3 separate regions of the Mus musculus genome follow, and all the other regions are linked to region 2. The links are chromatin contacts, called in public HiChIP or PLAC-seq and promoter capture Hi-C maps. All regions are on one chromosome and are shown on one strand. Each heading gives the region's core, a stretch centred on a gene start, on an enhancer-like site or on the middle of the called end of the contact. The rest is flanking DNA. Distances are from core to core; before and after follow the strand shown. Region 1 holds the start of Tyk2 (tyrosine kinase 2). Region 2 holds the start of Rgl3 (ral guanine nucleotide dissociation stimulator-like 3). Region 3 holds the start of Slc44a2 (solute carrier family 44, member 2).

Region 1 (4,427 bases), core at 1,221-3,720, 860 kb before region 2:
TGCACTATGTCCTAGGCTCCACCCCCTGACCACCAAAAAGCAGTACTACATTTTGGGGTCAGAGATGGCTCAGCAGGTAAAGGGACCAGTGACTAAACTCACAATCTGGGCTTAATGCCTTTAACTCACACAATGGAAGGACAGAATGCTCTGAGCTGTCCTCCACTTATGCTGCATAAGTACACACATGCACACACACACACACACACACACACACACACAGATAACTTAATTATGTCATGAACTTCACCACTTCCACTTTCCCTTCAGCACCCCAGATCCACCCCTGTAAGAGGAGACGGGGGCTGCTCTGACTCCCTTGGGGGTACTCACAGGGGTCCTCCACATTTAAGGGACAAGGTTCCACATGCATACGCCTTTAATCCTGGCACTCTGGGGGCAGAGGCAGGTGGATCTGAGTTCAAGGCCAGTCTGGTCTACACAGTGAGTTCCAAAACACCTGGGATTACACAAAGAAACCCTGTTTCATAAAAACAAAACATAGCTGGGCATGGTGGCGCACGCCTTTAATCCCAGCACTCGGGAGGCAGAGGCAGGAAGATTTCTGAGTTCAAGGCCAGCCTGGTATACAAAGTGAGTTCCAGGACAGCCAGGGCTACACAGAGAAACCCTGTCTGGAAAAACCAAAAACCAAAAAAAAAAACAAAACCAAAACAAAAAAAGAAAACCCAGAAAAAAAAAAAAAACAAACCAAAAACGTATGAACATGGTGATGTGTGTGCATGTACATAGTGTGCACATGTGTGCATGTTATAGGTGTATATATTCCTGTTGTACCCATGTGTGTGCAGGCATATGTGTACATGACATGTATGTACGTACATAAATTATGTGTGTTTAGATAATATATACAAGTGCATGTGTATAGGCATATGTGTGCATCTCACATGTGTGTGTATGATGCATGGATGTGTGTATAGTGCATGAATGTGTATAGGGAAATATGTACATGCATATGTATGTGTGTGCATGCACAGTGTATACATGTGTGTGCACCTGAGTGTGAAAGTCAGCTTCGGCCAGAAGTGGACATTAGGTCCTTCCTCTATTACTTTCTACTTTTTAAATGCTTTTTCAAACATGGTTTCTCTGTGTAGCCCTGGATATCCTGGAACTTACTCTGTAGACCAGGCTGGCCTCAACCTCAGAGATCTGCCTGCCTCTGCCTCCCAAGTGCTGGGACTAAAGGAATACACCATGACTGCCTGGCTTCCACACTTATAATAAGTGTGAACATTGTGCCTACATGTTTGTCTGTACCTCATATGTTCCTGGTACCGATGGAGGCCAGAAGATGGGGTAAGATCCCCTGGAACTGGAGTTATATATGGTTGAGAGCTGCCATGTGGGTGCTGGGAACTAAATCTAGGTCCTCTGTGTTAACAGTGACTGTAACCCTGAGTCGTTTCTCCTACTCCTTTACCTTATTTTTTGAGGCATGGTATTACTAAACCAAGGTCACTGTTCTGGCTGGGCTGTCTTGGGAGCCCCTAAGAGCTTCCTGTCTCCATCCCCTAGTGCTGGAGTGACATGCCTGCTGCCACACTCCGGTTTCTGTGAGTGTTGGGATTCAAACTTGGGTCCTTATGTTAGCAGGCACTTTTCCAACTGAGGGAACATCCATTCATCCTTTATGTTATGATTTTGATGTTGGTCCAACAGTGTAGCCCAGGCTATCCTGGAACTCACACTGTAGCTCACACTGGTCTCCAAAGCATGGTGGTCCTTTTGCCTCAGTATTCTAAATGCAGGAATAATGCACTATACTCAACATCACACACACACAATTTTAATTTTGAGGCAGCATTTTACAATAGAGCTCACAGCAATCCCTCTGCCTCTGCCTCCTCAGTGTTGGACTCGGAGGCAGATAGGTCAGCAAGCCCAACCTTGAGCCCACCAGCCTTAGTAATTTATGTGACTGTAGGCGCACCTACATACAGTCAGATCTGCCTGTAAAGGAGGCTGGGGCCAGTGTCTATCTCAAAGGCAAGAGAGAAAGCGTCTGGCACACAGTAAGCGGTTAATAGTTGTGGACCGTATCTATTCCTGTTCAGGGCGCCATCCTGGGGACATGGGCTTTTAAGAGAACTCCCTTCCTCCTTCCTGGATCGTCTCAAAAATTCAGGTTTAGCTTTGAAGACGAAATCCAGGTAGTTTGTACTTGCAGAAACTGCATCTCTCCGCACCGACTGTCCGAAAACTTGCCTACCTATCTGGCCCAGGCAATAACTGCACTGTGCACTCTCCAGGTAACCCACCAGTCTCACTCTGGGGCAGTGTTAATGCAGGCAAGTCCCAAGCCTCCTCGCTGCCAGCTTCCCACAGCGGACCCTCTGCACTCACCGTTTCCGGAGTACTCAGGCTTGGGACCCTGGACCCCGCCCCACTGCCTCGGGGAGCCGCTGGAAGTCCACCGCCTACGCGCCACTTGCCATTGGCTACCTGAAGTGCGCATGCCTTTGGCTGCGGTCCGTCCCACCCAGTTTACGGTCCTACATCCCTATTGGTCATTGTACGAGAACAGCGGCGTTCCGAATGTTGATGGTGAGGGATTATTTTAGTCGTGATTTGTTGGCGTGGCAAGCGGAACTGAGGAGGCCTCTACGATTGGACGTCGAAGGTGAGGGCGGAAACGCAGAGGAGGGCTGCAGGGCCGGGCGGAAAAGTGAGGTCTGTAGGCGAAGGACCTGGAACCCTCATTGCCTAGGCTTCTGCCCGTCGGCCTACACCAGGGTATCGCGGCTGCAGAGTCACCCAGGCTTGAGGCTCCCAGTGCTATCCCTACACATCCAACCTCTCCCATCACCACCCCTTTTAAAATACCGTATCCCAAGCCCCACCCCCCAAGCTTTCCTTGAACAGTCTTTGGTGAATAGGCTGTAGCTCAGTGCTTGCAATTAAGTGTGAAGACACATGCCTGTAGTCTCAGCACTTGAGTGGAAAAGAAAGCTCAGAAGAGATGGCTCAGAGGTTAAGAACACTGACTGCTCTTCCAGAGGTCCTGAGTTCAATTCCCAGCAACCACATGGTGGCTCACAACCATCTGTAATGGGATCCGATGCCCTCTAATGATGTGTCTGAAGACGCGACAGTGTACTCAAATACATAAAATAAATAATTTTTTTAAAAAAAAAGTTCAATGCCATCCTCTCTACTTTGAGTTGGGGCGAGATTTGAGAACGACATAGGCTGTATGAGACCCAGTTTTTGTTTTTGTTTAAAGATTTATTCAAGACGGGCAGTGGTTGCACATGCCTGTAATCCCAGCACTCGGGAGGCAGAGGCAGGCGGATCTCTGAGTTTGAAGCCAGCCTGGTCTACAGAGTGTGTTCTAGGACAGCAAGGACTACACAGAGAAATCCTGTCTCGAGAAACCAAAAAAAAAAAAAAAAAAAAAAATATTCATTGTTATATGTAGGAAGACTGTAGATGTCTTCAGACACACGGGAAGAGAGCATCAGGTCTTGTTAAGGATGTGTGCCACCTTGTGGTTGCCTGGATTTGAACTCCTGTCAATCAGCAGCCTATGCCTCCCTGCCTGTTGCCCATTTCCGAGGCTCTCCAAATATGTTTCCTTTAACTTCATTGACTTTTGTCCCTAGTCCAGATCTATATTAGTACGGTTCCACTCGGCCGGTGCACACCATCCATGAATCAGAAGCAGATTGCAAACTGCTCCAGAGATGATCTACACCGCACCAGACCCAAGCAGCCCTACAAACCAGAAAGCCCTGGACCTGCTAAAAACTAACGTGAGCCCAGGCGCCCAGCAAATGAGACTGTCCCTTCAGCTGGGTCGGCAAATCATACGCTTGTGGTGAATGCCTCACTGCCCTAATTTCCTCCCCTACTCTGGCTAACAGACCAGCCTCCCTGGGCTGTGACAGGGAGTCCTAATTTCACCAGAAAGTAGTTACAGAGCAGAGAGCATAACCCCTTCTCCTCAACAAAGTGCTGGGGTGCTCGATACCAGGAAACTCCCTGGTAAAGGAAACAAAATGGTGACTTTGTTTTGTTTTTTTCCCCTTTAAGATTTATTTATTTATTTATTTATTTATTTAGTGTATGTGAGTACACTGTAGCTGTCTTCAGACACACCAGAAGAGGGTGTCATCTCATTATGGGTGGTTGCTGGGATTTGAACTCAGGACCTTTGGAAGAGCAATCAGTGCTCTTACGCACTGAGCCAGCTTGCAAGCTCTATTATTCTTAATCATGATTCCTGCCTCTCTGTCTGTCTTTTGAGAAAGGGTTTCTCTGTGTGACCCTGGCTGTCCTTGAAGTCAGACTCACCTGCCACTGCCTCCTGAGTGCTGAGATTAAAGGCGTGCGCCACCACTGGCTGCTCTAGAAACTTTTCTATTGCTGTGATAAAACACCATGACCAAGGCAGTTCACAGAAG
Region 2 (4,571 bases), core at 577-3,076:
ACATTGCCTAGGTTCTGATGATCAGGGGGATCCCGGAAGTCCTGAGGATGATTTCGCAGCCAAGAACCCAGCACCGAAACTACAGCCCTGAACAGAGGGGTGTGTGGCTCAAAATTGAGTCCAAGGATCTAAACGTTCCCAACCTTGCAGTCGTCAGACCCGACCTTGAGATCCCTCCCCCACGCTCCCTTGGGTCGAGGGTGTGGACGGGAATGGAAACCGACCTCAGGTTCTTGCTGAAGTTCAGATCTTGTCCCTCTGTCCTCTTGCTGTCTACCCTGGGAAGAAAGCCTCTATCAGATGGGAACAGAGCTATAGGGCGTTAGGACCTCGGTTCTAAATTTGAGGTGTATGTGTGTGTGCGCAGGTAGATGGGGTTCTGGGGATGGGGACATGCGGGTCTCCTGAAAATGACTGACCCAGCAGGAGGTGGTGGCGGCGGCGGTGGCGGGGGTAGCAGAAAACCCAAAACGCGGGCTGTGGGTACAAAGGCCCGGTGGGTGGCCAGGAAGGCAGGCACGAAGCCAGGATCCTGCTCGCGGTCTCCGGACACCAACTCATGCACCAGCCGCTCCAGTCGGGCGGCCCTCAGCGCCCGCACCTTGCTGGTTCGGTAATGAAGGAAGGTGTCGGTAGCCGGGATGGGGGTCTGCGGGGGAGTGGGGCAGTGAATGAAATAAGGTGAGGAGCGTTCCAAGCACCTTGTTTCCAATTATACCCATCTCTGGCACTTTTTTTGGGGGGGTGTGACTGTGTCCTTTTCTGAAACTCCGAGACTCCCTAAATATACACCAATCATGCAATGCTCACATCAACCCCGCAGGACACCCCACTACTCTAGCACTTCCCTCTGTGCCCTCCTCACCCCGCCACCCCAGGCTTCAGGCAGTTTTGCAGCCAAGCTTCACTGGCCAAGCCTGAGTCCCACCCATCACCACCTGGCCGCTCCTCCGTTCTGCTTTCCTGCACCCTGCCGGTCAGTTTCGCCTTTGGGGGGAGCGCTATCACCTGGCCCCACCCCGTTTCCTGGATTCAAACCAAGTCACCTGGCCGCCCCCAGGCCCTTTCCACACACCTGGTCGCCTCTTAGCTCCGCCCTTCCTCCTGGCCCCGTAGTTCTAGGGAGGCTCACCCTCAGCTCTCCAGCTTCCCCCTCTCCTCCCAACTCCCAGGCCCCTGAGCTGAGTCCGCCCTCACTTGCTCGCCTCAGTCCCTTCCTCACCTGGCCTTCTCCAGACCTCTCTGGGGTCGAGCGCTGGCTGCGCTGCCGCCGCAGGGAGACGCTGTACACGGCGCCATCCTCGGTCTCCTCGCCCCAGTCCTGCAGCGGCGCCTGGATGTGGAGGCGGGCTCAGGGAAGTCCCTCCGGCTTCAGCCCCCTGCCTTTATGTTTGGCCCACTTTCCCGAACAGAGTATTCAAGACTCGGGGTGGGATCCCAGGTCTTCGCCACGGATACCCTTCTCCCAGGTCTTGAGTGGATGGAGTATCATTTGGGGATATCCCAGAGTCCAATGTCACAAAGAATCTGTCACCTCCTCCTGAGATTCCTCAGACCCCCGTCCCCATCCCCCAAACTAGCCGCTTCACGGGGTCAGGAACTCTGAATCCCCAAATGGGGACTCCAAGGCACATCCATTTTGCAGAAAGATTAGAAAACGAGGGGCGGTCGCCTGGAGTTTCTGAATCTGGGGGTACACTAGGGACGTGGGGTCCGAGGATCCCCAGCTTCCTCTTACCAGGGCCAGCTCTTTGCCCGCTGTCCTCTCCATGGCCCCGGTGCCCGTCCTGCTCCCTGGCGCCGCTGAGTGAAGCGGAAGGGCCAGCGGGCAGTGGGGCGGGGCAGCCGAGCGTCCAGTCGTGGGGCGGGGCTGGGCAAGGCGGTCCCACAATTCCAGAGGTCCCCAGCCGGACCCCATCCCCGCACCCAGGCTAGCCTAGAAGTCCCGTTCCTTCCCAGAAGTGCGGGTCAATCTGTCACTCAGACATATGGGTGCAGGGGACACGACAACAGGTCTGTGTCCCTGGGAGGGAAGTGCTTTATACTAGGTTGGGGTTGATCAATCCCAGGTGTCGAGGGTGTCTCCTATGTCTGGAGGAGAAGGAGGGCACACTGAATCTGTACCATAGGTGATGGAAGCCATGCCATCTCAGGCTAGAAGCCGCGAAGTGTCTGTGGCCCTGCATTTTGTGGGGGCAGCCTTTTGGGGGCGGTGCAGGGTCAAAAAGAGGTGAATACCCAGGGGGTTGTTCAGTGACCTTTATTGCGCGATTCCGAGGCGGGCACCAACCCGCCTCGAGAGATTTACTGTGGGAACTTCTGGCTCGGCCTTTTCTCTCCTCCGGGCGCTGCTGGCCTGCGGTGCTCCCTGCTTGAGCTTCCTCCAAGCCCTTGAAGGAGCCTCCGGGGCTCCCAGACACACACCACCCGTAGGTGGACCCAGAGGGTCGGAGGGCTCCCTAGAGTCCCGGAGGCATCCGATAGGACTTGACTGCGAGTCTAAGATCTGCGCAACCTATTGCGCTTCTTGCTGCGGGCTTCGATTAACTTCTGGGAACGGAGCTTGAAGGCAGCGCGGGTCACCACATCACGGTCATCATCCTCACTCTCCTCTTCATCTACAGAGAGAGGCAGGGGTGGGTGATGGGGAGGGTGAGGGACCGTTTCTTTTTCCCTTCCCAGCCTTCGCCACACCATGCACCTCCTCCTTGGCCTTGACTTAAGGCCACCTCGCGCCCCTCCCATTCATCCCCCTTTGGCCCACACTGACCAAAGAACTTGTCCTTGACACTGGCGACGGGCAGAAGGATGCGGGTGTTGTATAGGGGCAGCTTTCCTTCTAGCGTGGCCAGGAACTGCGGGGGGGGGGGGTAGGGGGAGGCCGGAGAGAGATGTGGGATGGCAGTGAGGCTCTGTTCCACCTCCGTGCACCTTACATTGAGTTTCTACCGGATTCTAGGTGGAGATCACTGCCCACCCTTCGCTGCCTGGTTTCGGAGGCCCTGCCACCTGAGATCCACCCAGTCCAGGCTTCGCTACTCTGGTTATGAAGCTCACGCCCATTCAGCACCTGTTTCCTATGTCAGTCTGCTCTCTGATTTTCGACCCTCCCTCCCCCACCCCCACCCCCACCCCCTGCCTTGGTCCCCACTGGCCGCGGAGGATGTGTGTGAACCTCTCGGTCTGCTATGTGTCGCAGCAACTCAGGCACGTCCTGGCTCTCCAGTTGGTCCTGCAGTTTCAGCAGCTTTTCCTGGACAACTACCAGCAGATTGTAAGCGTAGTCCTCTGAGTCCCGGTCTAACTTCTTTCCTGCCAATACCGTATCATCCTGTGGTGGGGACGGGCCAAGTTAGCTGAGAGATACCGTGCACCTAGGTGGGGACACGATTCACCCAACAAGTGGGCTTTCATAGCTTTGAGGTGCGTGTCTACCACTACTGGGCAGGGCCTCTAAAATGAAAACCTAGCCTTGAGGGTGGAATCTTTGAATCTGAGCTACATGGAGGTCTCTTTGAGATTAATGACACGACCTAGGCCAGTGTGAGGGTGGTTTTCTGAAGAAATGGAGCTCTTGTGGACAAAGTGGGACCTTCTTCACCCAGGGCCGCACCGCCCCATAGACATGGGACACCTGAGTTGGGCTGATGGTTGCCCATTAGAGTCAGAGTTTGAGACTGAGCAAAAGAGGACTTCCCCCGGAATGTAGGACCAAGACAGCGATGCATGGTGTGGAACTTTGCATTCTGGGCAGGAGACAGGGCTGGGAGCCTATGGCTTGTGTGGCATCTTTATGCCAACTGCGCTGACGCTCTGGGAGGACATGGGCAGGGCTGCCAGGCATGGATTAGGGCTTTCAATGTGGAAGAGGTTCTGCAGTGGGGCCTCCCAGGGACAGTGTCCATTGGGGTGGAGCTCCTTGGGGTGGGGCCTCCCCGGGGCGGAGCATCAATGGGGGTTATTTAAAAGGGCGGGGCCTACCAGTTTTACGTGACTCAGTTTGTTGGCCAAATGCTCCAAGCAATCTTTGACCAACTGGAGGATTCGCGAGGTGTGCTCCAGTCTCTCGTGGACATCATTGTGACGCTGCTCCTCCTTCTTGAATGTCTTTTGCATCTCTTCGTGGAGCCTCCGCTGGCTGCCGGGAGCCAGGAGGTTCAGCAGCTGCCAATGGCTGACTCCAGCGTCCCCGTAGCCTCCCCTCAGCCACCGAAGCCTCACCTCACCAGCGTAGCATCCCCCGAGTACTTGAGGTTCTCCAGCTCCCTCTGGAGCCGCTGCTTCTCCTCCTTCAACTTCGCCAACGCCAGTTCATTGTCCTTCTTGAGATTCTCCAACTGTGTGAAGGTCTCATCCTGGGCCAGGAACCTGCGCACTACCGCCTGCGGACCACACATCCCTGGTCAGAGCCTGGAACAAGGGAGGCCCCGAGGACACTATGGTCCTCTCTCTGTCACACAACAATGTATGAGGATAGTGTGGGTCAGTCTCCCGACTACTCCAAGGCTGCACTTTGCCCCATGCCCTTTCCCACCTATATTTGAGTCAGCTAAAATCTGCATGCGGAAGGC
Region 3 (4,751 bases), core at 1,032-3,531, 670 kb before region 2:
CGCAGCAATGCCTTCAACCTTGGCCTCCATTACAGTCGTAAAGTTCTCTGTAAGGAAAAAAAAAAAAAAAAAAAAAAACAAGTGGAGATGTAGGAGCATGGAGATCCTTGTGCTCACAGAGAAACAACCTGGAATGTTAAACACACGGGATGTTCCTTCACAGAAAGGGATACAAGGGCTGCAGGACTTGTTATCAGCACAGCAGGCCAGGAGAAGATGTGACCTTTGCACTACCCGTGTGACCTCTCCAAAACCACACTGGATCCTCCCCCAGGCCAACATCAAGAGCTTGGGGATGGCTCTATGTGGCTCAGGCTCTCCTGAAACCAGCTATATACATAGCCAAGGATGGCCTAGAAGTCCTGCACGCCATGCTAGGTTCTTCTATGCCTCCTTCCACGGCCCACAGAGCTCCCAACTAGACTACCAGACACCCTTGCGACTCCTCTCCTCCTCTCTTCTCTCCTCTCTTCCTTTTCTCTCCTTCTTTCTTTTTCTTAGCTGGGGATAGACCTAGCCTTACACATGCTAGGCCAAATGCTCTACCACAAAGCCACACCCGCTTCCCTTCCTCTATTTTAAGCATTTTCCATTTTAACTGTCTCTTTTAATTTTGGGGGGCGGGAGGGGAGTTTCAAGACAGGGTTTCTCTGTGTAGTCCTGGATGTCCTAGGCCTCACTCTGGAGACCAGGGTGGGCTCCAACTCAGGGATCCACTTGTCTTTACCTCCTGAGTGTGCCACCACCATCCGGCTCTTTTCCGGTTTTGTTTTTGTTTTTGTTTTTGTTTTTGTTTTTGTTTTTTTTGAGACAGGGTTTCTCTGTATAGCCCTGGCAGTCCTGGAACTCACTTTATAGACCAGGCTGGACTCAAACTCAGAAATCTGCCTGCTTGCTTCTGCCTCCAGAGTGCTGGAATTAAAGGTGTGTGCCACCATTGCCCAGCAACTTCTAAGGTTGCTTTTTTTCTTTTCTTTTCTTTTCTTTTTTTTTCTTTCTGTTTTTATCGAGACAGGGTTTCTCTGTATAGCCCTGGCTGTCTTGGAACTCATTTTGTAGACCAGGCTGGCCTCGAACTCAGAAATCTGCCTGCCTTTGCCTCCCAAGTGCTGGGATCAAAGGCGTGCCCCACCACGCCTGGCTTAGGTTAACCATTCTTTATTTTCTCAAGATTTATTTCTTTATTGTATATAATAGTGTTCTGCTTGCATATATGCCTGCATGCCAGAAGAGGGCACCAGATCTCATTATATATTGTTGTGAACCACCATGTGGCTGCTGGGAATTGAACTCAGGTCCTCTGAAAGACAGGATCTGGAAGAGAGCAGGCAGTGCTCTTAACCTCTGAGACATCGCTCCAGCCCTAATCATTGTTATTCTAGAACTTATTTTAGATCATGTCTGTCAACATTTCAAACCTTCCACTGATCAAAGAAAATTTTTGTTTATTGAGACTGGGTCTCACGTACCCCAGGCTGTCCTCAAACTCCTGTGTAGCTAAGGCTAGCCTGGAACTACTGTGCCTCCTTCTTCATCTCCCAAGTGCTGGAATGATAGGTGTTTTTCAAAACTACCTTTTAAGGTTGGACATGGTGGCATACACCTTTAAACCCCACACTCAGAGATAGAGGCATGGGTATCTCTCTTAGTCTGGTCTACATAGCAACTTTCAGGATAGCTAGGACCCCAGGGAGGCTCAGTCTCAAAATAATAATAATAATAATAATAATAATAATAATAATAATAAAGGAGATCCTGCAGCTTCTGCCTCCCCAGTGCTGGGATTGGAAGATTAAAGTCGTAAACCTCCTACCCAGAGGCCCAGGGACATGCCACTCCTTCTCTTTTATTCCTTTCTGACTTGTGTTCAAACTCTCAAAATCTTACCAATAGGATGAATGAGCACATGACAACTTTTTCTGCATCCCTAGCTCAGTCAGCGCTCAGTACCTGGACAAAGAATGACTTGCTGAGCGGTGGTTGAGCACACCTTTAATCCCAGTATTTGAGGCAGACAGATCTCTTGAGTTCCAGGCCAGCCGTGTTACAGAGTTCCGGTACATCCAGGGCTGCACAGAGAAACCCTGTCTAAAAACAAAACAAAAACAAACCCACAAAACCCAAAACAACAACAACAAAAAGAATGACTGACCAGCAGATGCAACACACTAATTGTCCACAGAGAGAGCGGACTGGAAACCAGAAGGTGGCTGCCCCCCAACGCCCCTCCCTGGGCACGCCCCTAAGGGGCGGGGCTGTCTTGGGCGTGCGCGCTGGGGGCGGTGTCAGGCGGGGCAGGGCGGGGCCAGCAGCGCGCGGTGTCTCCCGCCCGCTTGGGTTGGGGTCGCGCTGGCTTCGGACTCAGCTCTCCTCGGTTGAGGCCATGGAGGACGATCGGAAGGACGCAGTCTATGGTAGGAGTAGCCTCCGGCCTGTAGGTCGCCTGTGCTGACTTGGGAAGGAGGGGGTTTTGAGGAAGGGCAACATCTGAGAGCCTTAAAACAAAACACTCGTGGCTGCAGGCAGTACGAAGGCCCTTCTGTCCGCGTCCTCAGGCCTCTGCATCCCGCGCTGGCTCAGCCGGAGCTCTTGGCCCTAGCCCAGGTTGTCCCCCGTGTCTCTTTTCGGGGATCTTCAAGCTTACTCCCTTCCTGAGCGATGAGCCGGGACTTATGGCGCATGCTCCTCGCCTGGAGGTCCCGTTATCTGGGAGAATTAGGTGATGGGCGGGGGAGGGGATGCGAGGCGATCTTAGCTTGGGGTGTGGGCAAGAATGGGGCCCGACCTCGCCACATGTCCCGTCTCCTTAAGACCCAAGTGTCCTCCACATCTTCGCCATTTACATCCAGAATAGCGACTCCAAGCTTAGTACTAGATGGGGAAACTGAGGCAAGGCTGAAGAGTCCCGTATAACTGGAATTAGGTGCCTAATGCGACAGGGAAGGTCAGAGACGAGGCGGGCAGGCGGGGAGCAATGCAGAAACTTTCCCTGCCTGTGCTGATTGTTGCAGGTGCCTGTAATTTTAAGGGTTCCAGGAGACCCGGACCTCAGTAAGGCCTGAGGTGGCCTTAGCCACTTGGAGCTGGGGGTGGGGCCAAGATGCGGATTTCTCACCCTACCCGACTCCGGGTTCCCACGGACTGGGTGTTGAACTCTGAGCCTCCTTCCTCTTATCTATTTTAGGTTCCTTGGGCCTAAATCGGCCACAAGCCTTAAGAGGCATAGCTGAGACTCTGGCAGAGGGGCTCTATCCCTCCCCCTGATATACCACTTTGTGTGACTGGAACTTCCTGGAAACTGCTAGACTCTAGAGTCTTGGGGAGGGGGCCGGAAATGGTTCAAAAATAACTAGAAAAGCAAGTAGGCTCTCTGCCTTCCTCCTCTTTCCTGGGTCTGTGCGGTCCAGGGGGAGGAAAAAAAAAGAATAGACAGGTCCCAGAGGCTGTGACACACCCTTCCTGGCCTAAAGGAAGGTAGCAAGACCTAGCCTTTCAGGGCTCTCCCAGCTTGAAGTTGCCAGCCCCCAGACCACTAGAAGGTCTGAAGCCCCAGGCTCTTGGGTTGCTGTGCAACTATTGAGTGCTTCTGGCTGTCTCTGGTGTGGGATTCTTGGTCTGGGAGCCTGAGTATGCTTGGGTATCACACCTGAGAGAATCTTTGGTCTTCTCGAGGTCTGTTTGAAATAAAAGTGGGGCAGAATGAGCGTGGATATTATTTTACCTGGCTTCAATTTGTCCAAAGGGTGGAACTTTTTTTGCGGGGAGAGGCAGAGGGGGGCTGTACATTGTGTTGCGATGGAAATCGGAGACTCATGCATGGCGCATGGTCAGTAAGCCGTGGGTTTGAAGCTAGAACCCTGGCTCATGTTTAGCAAGAACTGGAATCTAGATGGGGTCGCTCATGCTCAGAAAGCACTGGTGTTTATGTGTGGGTGGGGCTGGAACCCAGGGCTTCTACAAGCGCTGAGACTGAAACTCAAGGCAACACGCATGCTCAGTGGGTAGTAGGGCCTGGAAGCCTGGAAGCCTCAGTCGTGTTCAGCAAGTGATTGGCCTAGATCCCACTCTGCTGCTAAGCCCCCAACCCCCCAGCCCCAGGCCCCCAGGAATTTAACGAACCTTTCTCAGGCAAAGGTCTGACTGGGAACGCAGCAGTCCACCGAGGAGAGAAAGGCGTAGACCGCCAGAAGGACCAGTGAGAACATGTAATTGTAGGTTGTTAAGGTTGTAGAGCAACGGACAAGATGCTATGTGTGAAAGAGCCACTAGGGTCTATTTTAAGAAATGAAGGTTTTAAGAAATGAAGGTTGGCGTGTGCCGGCCGGGTGAGATGATTGAGACACGTGTGTTCCAGGCAGAAGGAAAGCATAATATTTTTCTCTATGAGACTCAGGAGCCTGTGAAGGAGGATCTACCTGGCTTCCAGAGCCACACCACCTCCTCCAGGCGGACCACCCTGCTTGACTGCAAATGGAAATTTTCTGTTCTCTCTTTTTTTCTCTCTCTTTTCCTTTTTTCCTTCCATCCTTACTTTCTCCCTCCCTCATTTCTTCCCTTCCTCCCTTTCTTCCTTATGGATACTGAGGTTTAAACGTAGGCCTCATAGGCCTCGAGCATACACATTCTTGAGGTAGATGTAGCTCAGACAGCCTTGACCTGAGTCATCCTATCTTTGTACCTCGGACCTCAGCCTTTTTTTTTTTTTTTTTTTTTTTTTTTTTTTTTGGTTTTTCGAGACAGGGTTTCTCTGT

Evidence for each region. Promoter capture Hi-C pulls out the DNA fragments that hold promoters and counts their contacts. HiChIP or PLAC-seq counts read pairs in DNA pulled down with a chosen protein or histone mark.
Region 1: an H3K4me3 HiChIP or PLAC-seq map of bone marrow-derived macrophages shows a contact between it and region 2, with 4 times the contacts expected there. The contact joins the promoter of Tyk2 here to the promoter of Rgl3 in region 2.
Region 3: a promoter capture Hi-C map of liver shows a contact between it and region 2, with 3 times the contacts expected there. The contact joins the promoter of Slc44a2 here to the promoter of Rgl3 in region 2. A contact is called at or near these places in 2 of 39 promoter capture datasets (liver and pre-B cells).

What each region holds. Positions count from the first base shown.
Region 1 is chr9:21,128,805-21,133,231 of GRCm38.p6, forward strand. It overlaps Tyk2 (tyrosine kinase 2), which reads right to left and starts at 2,471. Exons shown (of 25, transcript NM_018793.2): 1 at 2,368-2,471.
Region 2 is chr9:21,987,627-21,992,197 of GRCm38.p6, forward strand. Rgl3 (ral guanine nucleotide dissociation stimulator-like 3) reads right to left here and starts at 1,827. Exons shown (of 19, transcript NM_023622.4): 1 at 1,739-1,827; 2 at 1,223-1,333; 3 at 420-649; 4 at 225-278; 5 at 1-87. The coding sequence starts at 1,771. Ccdc151 (coiled-coil domain containing 151) reads right to left here. Exons shown (of 13, transcript NM_029939.3): 9 at 4,222-4,382; 10 at 3,982-4,138; 11 at 3,176-3,331; 12 at 2,771-2,855; 13 at 2,245-2,618. The coding sequence ends at 2,500. It overlaps Gm36414 (a long non-coding RNA gene), which reads left to right and starts at 1,870. Exons shown (of 2, transcript XR_379185.4): 1 at 1,870-2,013; 2 at 2,960-3,082.
Region 3 is chr9:21,318,438-21,323,188 of GRCm38.p6, forward strand. Slc44a2 (solute carrier family 44, member 2) reads left to right here and starts at 2,282. Exons shown (of 23, transcript NM_001359227.1): 1 at 2,282-2,414. The coding sequence starts at 2,384. It overlaps Gm39302 (predicted gene, 39302), which reads right to left and starts at 2,677. Exons shown (of 2, transcript NR_166671.1): 1 at 2,153-2,677; 2 at 1-47.